Regions from separate parts of the Rattus norvegicus genome. Here region 2 is linked to region 1. A link is a contact called in public Hi-C data. All regions are on one chromosome and are shown on one strand. Each heading gives the region's core, a stretch centred on a gene start, on an enhancer-like site or on the middle of the called end of the contact. The rest is flanking DNA. Distances are from core to core; before and after follow the strand shown. Region 1 overlaps Elf5 (E74 like ETS transcription factor 5). Region 2 holds the start of Nat10 (N-acetyltransferase 10).

Region 1 (4,845 bases), core at 1,632-4,131:
GAGCAGAAGTGAATAGAAGCTTCTAAAAGTGAGGGTGGTGGGGGAAGGCTTTGGGTAAGAGTGTTTAGAACTCACGGAGATAACCTTTCCTCTGATAGCTGCTGCTCAAGGCTCTGATCCATGTGCCCCGACCCAAATAGGCTCAACTTCTAGACTGAGCCTAGACTTAAGGTTGAGACCACCCAAACAGCAGGCCCCCAACTCTGGTTCCACAGTCAGGACACCTCCTGAGGCCTGGCTCAGGCTTTCCTGCAGCCCCTGGGACCATGTTTCCCCAAACAGAAACTCTAATATAAAACTTGATGGGCACAAGGCAGTAAGAAGTCAGCAATTTGATAGCTTATACAGTAAGCCTGTCCTAGAAAACACAGACCATACAGCCACAGAGTCTATGACCCATGCAATGTTGCATGGTCCCAGATATCCTGGAAAATGAAACCAGAGACTGCCTTCCAATGCTGATGTGCCAACTAGAGACCACAGCGTAGTCAAAGAGGACAGGACCCCATCCTGGAGGCTTTGATAAAAATTGATAGCTATCATTATGTTTTTAAAGCACTTAGCTCTGTGCCAGGTATAGAGCAGGGAATCCTGGATATATGAACTCACATGTACTCCCCATCTCCATCTGCATCTGAAGAAAACTGGGGAGCAGCAACTTTAGAATAAACACAGACCTGGGACTGATGTGGGCATACACATACGCATGCACACATGCATCGCTACCCCCTGGGCCCTTCTATTTCTTCTTCTCCCCACTCAGTGGAGATCCAAGGTTCCTAGGACTTGTCTAGCTCTGAATCTAACTTGATAGTAATCTATAATGGGGGATCTTCAACTTAGTTCCTACCAAAAACCCAGAAAGCCATGAAGCCATCAAAACTGGCCAAGCAGAAACAGTTCAGCCCTTGATTTCTTTCCTTCTCTCTCCACCTGTCCCCTCCCTCCTCCACCGCAGAAATGTCAGTAGAGATCACACTGTACTCAAGGACAGAGCTTATGGTTTGAGTTCTTGGCTAGTGACTGCTGCCCTTGAGCCTTGGAGTCTCTCTGTGGCGTGCTAGTGCGGGGCTAGGATTTCTGAATGGCCTGACAGTGTGATGAGCAGCAATGAGCTTGATTTTCAAACCCTGTCACCAGAGCTCCATCCTAGCTTCTAGAGGACACCTGATTATAATCTCACGATAATAAACTTAAAAATTTAAGTTTCCAGTATCAAGGACAACCAGGCCTGTCCAAACCTCAGAGACAGCAGTAGGAATATGCCTCCCCTCACGCCACACCAGGTACCCCAGCTACTTGGGTATGGTTGTTATGAGGCTGGTGTCTGCAGACGTGCAGAGCTCCTTCAGGGTACTGCAATGACCCAACAGCTCATCTTAGTGAAGGGTTTGATCAGGCACCTACCTGGAGATAGGCAGTAATGACTTCATCTCCTCTGCCTAGCCTCTACCTCAACCATTAGATTAAAGAGAGAGAGGGAGAGGGAGAGGGAGAGGGAGAGGGAGAGGGAGAGGGAGAGGGAGAGGGAGAGGGAGAGAGAGAGAGAGAGAGAGAGAGAGAGAGAGAGAGAGAGAGAGAGAGAGATTTGGAACCTTCTCAACCCATGAGGGACTTCTAAGTCACCTGACCTGGAACAGTAGGAACAGAGTAACCTGACCAGATGGACAATCTTTATGTCTCTTGTGTAATCCCTCTGCTCTGTGCCCCGCCCCCATCACACCAAGTCAACTCCATGTGGAGCTCAAGGGACCACGGAAAGGAAAAGCTTGCCCCTCCCCTGGCTCTCCTTGTAGTCCAGTGAAGACTTCTTATCTGCTCATGGTCAGCAACTCACCTTTGTTTGTTCTCATGGCTCCGCTTGCTTCCCACCTCCCCACCCCCAAAGATCCAGTGACACAATGGGGAAGTCTAGAGATAGGGATAGACACACGGCACAATGAGCCAGTGACCACTGTTCAGACCATTTGAGCTACGTGCTCACTCGGTGCCTACCAAACACCCCCGAGAAGGACATGACCTGGTGGTGAGTGTCAGCTCCGGGATGGAAACACTGTACTCAAGTCCAGCTTCACACCTGTACAAAATTCTTAGCCTCTCTGGGTTTCAAACTCCTCCCTAACAAAATGACAATAATGTTAGCATTGTCCACAGTTGCTAAAGGACTATGATGCAGAGTATGAGGCTTCTAGTAAGCACTGAGCATTTGCTAAAAGGCTCCAGAAGCATAAGCTTTAGTGAGCGAAAGGTGAGATGGGTTTTAAAGGGAGAAGAAGCACGCTATGATTCAAGAAACACATGGGTGATTTTGGACCTCAAGTCATGGGGTGGGGGCTCTAGCACAGGACACGGGTGCTCTAGCCCAGGAGGTGGGCTCAGGGGAGGCTTCTGAAGAGATCCTGTGGGGTGAGAGTCTGCTGAGTAGATGTGGTGAGTGAGGAATGTGCAAACGTCCTGAGGCAGAGGCAAGTCGCAGCCCACTGACACCAACGAACCTGGGATGAGGGAAAGTAGGGGAGTGGAAAGAGACAAGGCTAGAGGGCTGGGTGAGGTCCTCCGCTTCATGTGACAGGCTTCATCCTGGTGACACTACAAGACATTCACTTGGGGAGGGATAGGACACCCTTTCCTCCCAAGGTCACATGTCCAGCCCTTTGTCCCATCAGTACATATCCTAGACTATACGGTCAGCATGACGAGTGTAGTGCAGACAGAGAATAACAGTTATTTAACATCTGCCTTGTGCCTGGGAGGGAATACATAGGTAAAGACAAACCCTGCCCTCTAGTGGACACAGACCGCAATGCGTAGGCACTCAAAGGCAATAAAGACAGGGAAGTAAATGTGAGATCCTGAGTAGAGGCCCAAAGGCAGTATGTGTGATTAGAATTTGCATAGTGGGAGGAAGTCACCCCTAGAAGGTGAGATGAAGTTGTGACTACCCAGACAGTCAAGGAAAGGGCAAAGAGCAGCTGCAAATGCGTCACGGTGGAACGTGCCTGCCTCTTGAGCAAGAGCCCATGTGACTGAAGCAAAGTGAGCCCAGAGCTGGAAGAATAGACAAAGATTTAAGGTGAGGCAGGTCTGGTTCTAAAGTTCTTTTTATAATTCATATGCGTTGAGACAATGCATGTGGGTATCTCAGAATATCAATTAAAGCACAATAATATGTGATTCAATTTAATATTAAATTAATTCTCTCTTCATTCCTGAGTTCTCATCTCTGTTTTCACTGTGTCCCTTCCAATCTGCTCTCCGCACAATCACAAGAGGGATCTTCCTAAACCGTGGGCTGCTGAGATAGGAAGGTATCTCGGTAAGCAGTTTGTGTAGCATGAATGAAGCCTTGGGTTCCAGCCCCAGCACAGCATAAACCAGAAGAGGCAGCACATGCTTGTATTCCCAGCACTTAGTGAAGACGCGGAGGGAGGCAGGGTCAGAGTTCAGGGTCATCCTAAACTACAGTGAGTTCAGCATCAGTGTGAGCTATCTAAAGCCTGTCTCAAAAGAAGGCAGGGAGTGGGAATCTCGGATTTCATTTTAATATAAATTCTCAAACCACCCCCCGCCCCAGGCTCCAAAAACATGGCCTGCCACTGTCTGCAACTTACATGGGTGCAGTAGCTCCTCCCACCCTCACCAGCCACAGGGTGTGCAAGCTTCCTAGGTGCTCTATGATAGAAAGGACTTCATGGTCACTGCCCCTCCACCCAAAACCCTGCTGCTGCTGCTGCTGCTGCTGCTGCTGTTGCTGCTGCTGCTGCTGCTGCTGCTGCTGCTGCTGCTGCTGCTGCTGCTGCTGCTGCTGCTGCTTCTCCTCCTCCTCCTTCTCCTCCTCCTCCTCTCCCTCCTCCCCTTTTCTCCTCCTTCCCCTTTTCCTTCTCCACCTTTCCAGCCCCCCTCCCTCTCTCCTCCTCTCCCTCCCTTCTCCTCCCTCTCCCTCTCTTCCTCTTCTCACTGGTTCACAATGGAACTGTCTCCTCCTGTGAGATCCTCCCTCAGAAAGAAGCCACTTCCTTAGCTCATTCTCCATACAGTGTCATGTATTAATCACGTTTGAAGCAACAGGTGATTTGTCTGTTTCACCTGGGTTTCACCCGGTCACGTGAGCTGGGGCTGTGCCTGTGTCTTCTCTCTTGTATTCCAGCAGGAGCCCAGTATGCACTTACGGCAGGTCCCAGGACTGAGCACATCCCACCCCTCCATCTCCTAACCACCCTAAAGAGCCTCCTGCCACAAAGGCTGGCAGTTAACGTCCATTCTTTGGAGTGCAGCTTGAGGCTCCTCCACTGCCACGGGTCCTTCTATTTCAGATGCTGATTCCAGTTGCTTGAAAACAAGTGGCATCAAGAGTCAAGACTGTCACACCCGAACAAGTAAGCCTAGACACCACTTCCTTTCCCCGAAGCAGTTCACCTTTGAAACTAAGTGTTTGAGTGGGACCAGTCCCTTCCCCAGGGAGGCAGTGGAAGCGTGTCCATGAAGTGTGTCCATATATATGATCAAAATCATGACTTTCACTTGGACATAGAACTTTAAGAATTAAAGAAATGTTCTGACGGTGTTCTATTACTGAAGGAGGGTTTTATTTTTCCTGATCCACCCTGTGGCCTTCTCATTGAAGTACCCAGGGGGAGAGAATAAAGGGAATGTGGGGAATTGAGCGGTCTATGAGCCTTTTGCAGCACCAAGATCTGCCCGGGGCAGAATCTAGCCACTTACCATGCATTAAACCACTAGATTGTCAGCTCACGGTATAACACAGGTACCTTATTACACCTTTGCCACCTACGGCAATGAAAGAGAATCCGGCATTTCCAGATCCAGGAAACCAGGGAGTCATAG
Region 2 (4,845 bases), core at 1,019-3,518, 320 kb after region 1:
TAAAGCATGGAATGATATCTCTATAGGCCCCAAAGAGTAGCAAGACAAGAGATTTTAAGAGTCTGATATATCCCAGGCTGGCCTTGAATTCACTATATAGTCCAAGATGTTATAGCCTAAAACTTCTGATCCTCCAGCCTCCACTTCCTAAGTACTAGGATTACAGGGAACTGCTCAAATTACAAATATATATCACCACAACAAGGTTTTAAGCTATGCTGGGAATCAAACCTAGGGCCTCATGCATGCTAGGCAAGCAAGCAGTCTGCCATCTGAGTAACACTGCTGGCCCATTTTGTACACATACAAAACATGGCGGGGGACTGGGGGGTGGTGAAACTTAAAAAAAAAAAAAGAACTAGAAAAAAATGTAACTTCTGAATATGGTGAATTTTATTTTGATGTTTGTCTTTTATGGTTTGGTTTCTTTAAAATTCACAGTGTGTGGTAAAATGGCTCGGCAGGGAAAGGTTCTTGTTGCTAAGCCCAATGACCTGAATTTGATCCTCAGAATCCACATGGCAAAAGATAAGAATTGCCAGGCAGTGGTGTGCATACAGGCAGATCTCCCAGTTCCAGGAGGGGGATCCAGTGGGGAGAACAGACTCCTCAATGTTCTTCTCTGACCTCCACCGTGGCCACGGTATACAGCACACAACACACCACATACACAATTAAAACATAATAAAAATTCAAATGCACATGTTACTTATAAAGTGAGAGAAAAAACATATTTCTGATACAATGTTTCTTTGGGTGAGAAGCCACACTAATGGCTCTGTATCCGTGATTTTAGAAAGTACTATCTGATTATTGGGTATATAGTAGTAAAAAATTTGCCTATCTATGGGGGACCCGACTCAATTTCTCCAGCATCCAGTAAAACACAAACATTATCTAATTACCCATAACAAATACACCAAAAAAAAAAAAAAATTGAGAAAAATCAATCACATTCCCATGGTATTAGAATGTTAGGCTATGTGATTTTAAAATCCCAGCACCTGCTGCACTCTAAACAAAACCCCCTTCCCTAAACATGGGCTTTAGCAGGTCTTAATATAAAACACTATCACAACAAATAGCTCCTGTTTAAAAGAGGAGAGCAGAACAAAGAAATCGAGTATCCCAAGGCATTAATGTAACAAACCAGCTTTACAGTCTGATCCACCCAAATCCAAAGCAGTTCAGTTTGTAAGTTTTATGTTGCCAGTCACATAAACATCTACACAAATGAATGGATATCTAGTTGTTAAAAGAGTCTAGCTTTGTTATAGGAGAGTCAGAATTAACAGATAAGGTCCCTAACTACAAGCTTTAAATCTAAAAAATACTTTTAAAAACTAAGTGAAATACAACTACACACAAAATTAGATGAACAATTAATGGCAGGAGTAAAGACTCTAATAATCTAAGATTACTACTGCCTAATAGATAAGGAAGGAATTGCTGGAAATAGAAAGCATGAATCGTTTTCTGTTTTTTATTGCTTTTTGCTTAGTTTTTTCAAACAGTCTCACTATGCAGACCAGGCTGGCCTTGAACTCCAACGAATATTCCAGACTCTGCTTACCAAGCGCTGGAATTAAAGGTATGGGCCACCACAACCAGACAGACAAATCATTTTCATTTGGCTGTATCCATTCCGGTAAACACAGCAGCACGAGGTGCACTGTCAAATGTCCTGAATGATACAGCTAGATAAGTACAAACAAACAGACATACTGCAGTACTTGAGAGCAGAATATCCGGGATTAAGCCGCGTTAGTACATAACCTATCACTGCTACGAGGAACCGAGTTTCTCAGAAAGTAGTTTTGACACCCACCCATTCTCCATTCTCCATTCTCCCAGTGAGAGAGGCTGGAGAGTGGAAAAGAGCCGTGCAACCGGAAAGTGCTCGAGAAGCCAGCCCCGAGTGTCTGAGTATCCGGGACCAGGAATGTTTTATCTGTTGGGCAATCCAGGCGAAGAGGAGTGCGAAGATCAGGGCATCAGCCCGTACAGAAACTTCCGTCCTCGAGCCAGTGTTACGAGCCCGTAAATGGCCCCAAACGCACACACCAACATCCGACCCAGCCCTTTCCAAGGAGTACCTGCGTCCCCGGCACGGCGGACCTCAGGCAGTCGCACAATGAATGCACGTGAGGACACCGAGCTGCCACGCAGGCTGACAGGTTTGCTGGAGAAAACGCTGCACAGCTGAGCTCGCCAAGGGGCCGACGCTGCACGGGAATCCGCTCAAGTGGCAGCACGTGGGCTAGCGCTGAAGAGGGGACCTTCCTGCTATGGGACCTTCCAAAGCTTCGACGCTTAGTTATGACGTAACACGCCAGGCGCCTGCCGCACCGCGCACTAACTCCGGGCCGCCACTACTGTGGAGCAGCGTGCCATTTGAGGCCGGTAACCTGGCTTTGGCAGACGGAAGTAGTCCTTTAGATATCCGGGTGTCTGGCAGCTGACCTTAGCTATTTGTACCGGAACTCTTCTACTGCAGCTTCTACTGAGCGCCTCTATAGCAGGGTTGTACGAGGTAATAGCTGTTGCTAGTGTAGGTGTTGTTTTATCAACCCCCTAACTTCTAATAACATGAAACTAGGCCACTAACTGCTTTATTCATCTTACTTGAATTTCCATCCCATAGGCTGTCTGGGAGTATCTGTAGACTTTGTACCCACCATCCTGGCCGCTATATTTTGCAGGCTCTGCATATTATGAGTGTTCCAAAAGCCCAACATTGGGTCTCAAGGCTTGTCCAACATCCACAGGAAATACCCATAAGTATTTCTGCCTTCCTTTTGGAATGAAGCACGTGAAATTGGTTTATCCTATATTCTTGGACATCACAAGTCCTGTTATCTAAAACGGAATTCCTCCAAACTTACATACCAACAATTTTTAGTATCAATCCAAATTTCAATCCACTTAAAACTTCATGATGCCAGGCAATATTGTTTTGAGTCACCAATATGGCCTTTGATTTAATACTAAGGTTCTAAATATACCTAATAAAATAACTTTGTTATAGTGGGCAGAGAAGTCCTATAAGGTGGTGGTGACACAAGCAAAACCCAAAACTTAAGAAATGGCCATTGAGAATACTCGACTTAAAAAAAAAAAAAAAGGAACCAGTATAGGAAGAGGACATAAGTGGAGAAATAGGAATTCTGCATAAGTAGCCCAGATATGGGATTTTGGTTATAATGAAAATGTCACTGAAATTTTAGGGACAGAAATTGTGTGCTAGGATTACCTTAGTCACTGCAAAATCTGACACCATGTCAGGGTACAAACAGGGACAATTGCGATGAGATAGTGTATAGTCAGATTTAGGGTAGCCACAGTGCTTGATGGCTGAGCTGCCCATGCTGTGAAGTGATTTTACTTAAGGCCTAAAGTATATAAAGACATCAAGATAGCTTTCAGCTTACTGCCCACTGCCCCTATCAAGCTGGACTGAAAACAGTTGGTGTAGAATACTATTCCAGTTTAGCATATCAAATGTGTTTAAGAGAGGATGGGTATGGGAATAGAACTCCACACCTTTTTCTTCTTCAACCTGTCCCTAGAGTCAAAATTCTTGTCAGGGATGACTTCAAGTGACAACACCTGCTGAGCCATTTCACTGGCCAAATACTTTACTGTGAGTTTTAAATTTGAGGTGATTGGTGATTGATACCTAAGTGCCAAAGAACTAATAGTCAGAACGGTGAGATTGGATTAGGTCACTTGGATTAAATAAAGCCACCTATCAATGAAGGCTTACAGGACCTGCACAGGATACTCAGTGGTGACAGGTGATAGGGAATCTGAAATCCTTTCAACTTATACCTCAATTTACACTACTTACAACTCAATTTTTTGCTGCAAAGAATGATGTACATTCTAGATTCCATTGACCCATAAACTTTTCTTCTCAACACTGCAGTGAAGGTCTTTTCAATGGTAATTTTATTGGATGGCCCACTATCCCAACACCCCCGAACAATACATACACCATTTTAAAGCCTTCAATAGCTTCCAAATGTTGATACAAAAACTAAACATGGAAAACTGCCTTTTCCAGTTTCTCCAGCCAGATCTTGCTAAAGCACCAAACATCAGTCCCTGGAACATATGCCTCTGACTCTTAATCCAGTTTGCCATTCCTCACCCTTATGTTAGCTGAATTATCTTTCAATGTTGTCTTTCCTGATCATACTAACTACATCATGTATTTATCATTAACTGCATTGTTGAATCATACCACTTACTACATACATCTGGGCCACTAGTGTCTTGGGTAATTTTGTCACCACTGAAGAGTTAACACTGGCAACATAATGCCTGGCAAGAGAAACCCAAATGTACTAATAAATTTCAGGTTGTTTCCCTAAAGAAATATAGTACTTAAGGAAATTAATACTGACAAGTAGATATACCAGAACCTCACTGGTATAGTACATCAGAGATGCTGCTACTTTCAATCCCAACAGTGAGGGGCAAGGCTACGCAGGAAACTGGTTGAGCTTCACAACAAAGTAATAATGTACAGTGCGCTTCCAGTACCAAGACTGGGAACATACAGTAGTCTAGCTTTTTCCTTAAAAAGACCACACCCAGAATCTCTCTCAAGGAGCACTTAAGGAAGTTTTCCTTAGGGTGTATGCAACTCACAGGCTTTGCTCAAGGACTATAAGCAATCATGTTTCATATAATTTAATCTAAGGAAATTTACAGCAGTTTCTAAGTTTTTCCAGAATATTTATAAATTCAAAATAGTAAAGGCAAAAAGCTTAATTTACTTTTCCTGTTAACTTATACTAAATAAAACTAAGAGTACTAAATACCTCAAATGGGATACAG

The links. Hi-C and Micro-C count contacts between places; a contact is called where the count stands out from the background.
Region 2: a contact with region 1 is called in a Hi-C map of hepatocytes, with 1.7 times the contacts expected there. The contact joins the promoter of Nat10 here to the enhancer-like site in region 1. A contact is called at or near these places in 2 of 12 Hi-C or Micro-C datasets (Schwann cells and hepatocytes).

Annotation. Positions count from the first base shown.
Region 1 is chr3:110,284,175-110,289,019 of GRCr8, forward strand. It overlaps Elf5 (E74 like ETS transcription factor 5), which reads left to right. Exons shown (of 7, transcript NM_001108956.2): 5 at 4,314-4,376. Among named protein-coding and RNA genes, the nearest start is that of Elf5, 22 kb to the left of the region's middle. Within about 2 kb of position 2,882, at least 13 of the 93 cell types and tissues checked have an H3K27ac peak or open chromatin away from gene starts, as enhancers often do. A contact at or near this core is called in hepatocytes, where this site is marked.
Region 2 is chr3:110,602,561-110,607,405 of GRCr8, forward strand. It overlaps Nat10 (N-acetyltransferase 10), which reads right to left and starts at 2,269. Exons shown (of 29, transcript NM_001399512.1): 1 at 2,097-2,269. Caprin1 (cell cycle associated protein 1) reads right to left here. Exons shown (of 19, transcript NM_001012185.3): 19 at 3,929-4,845.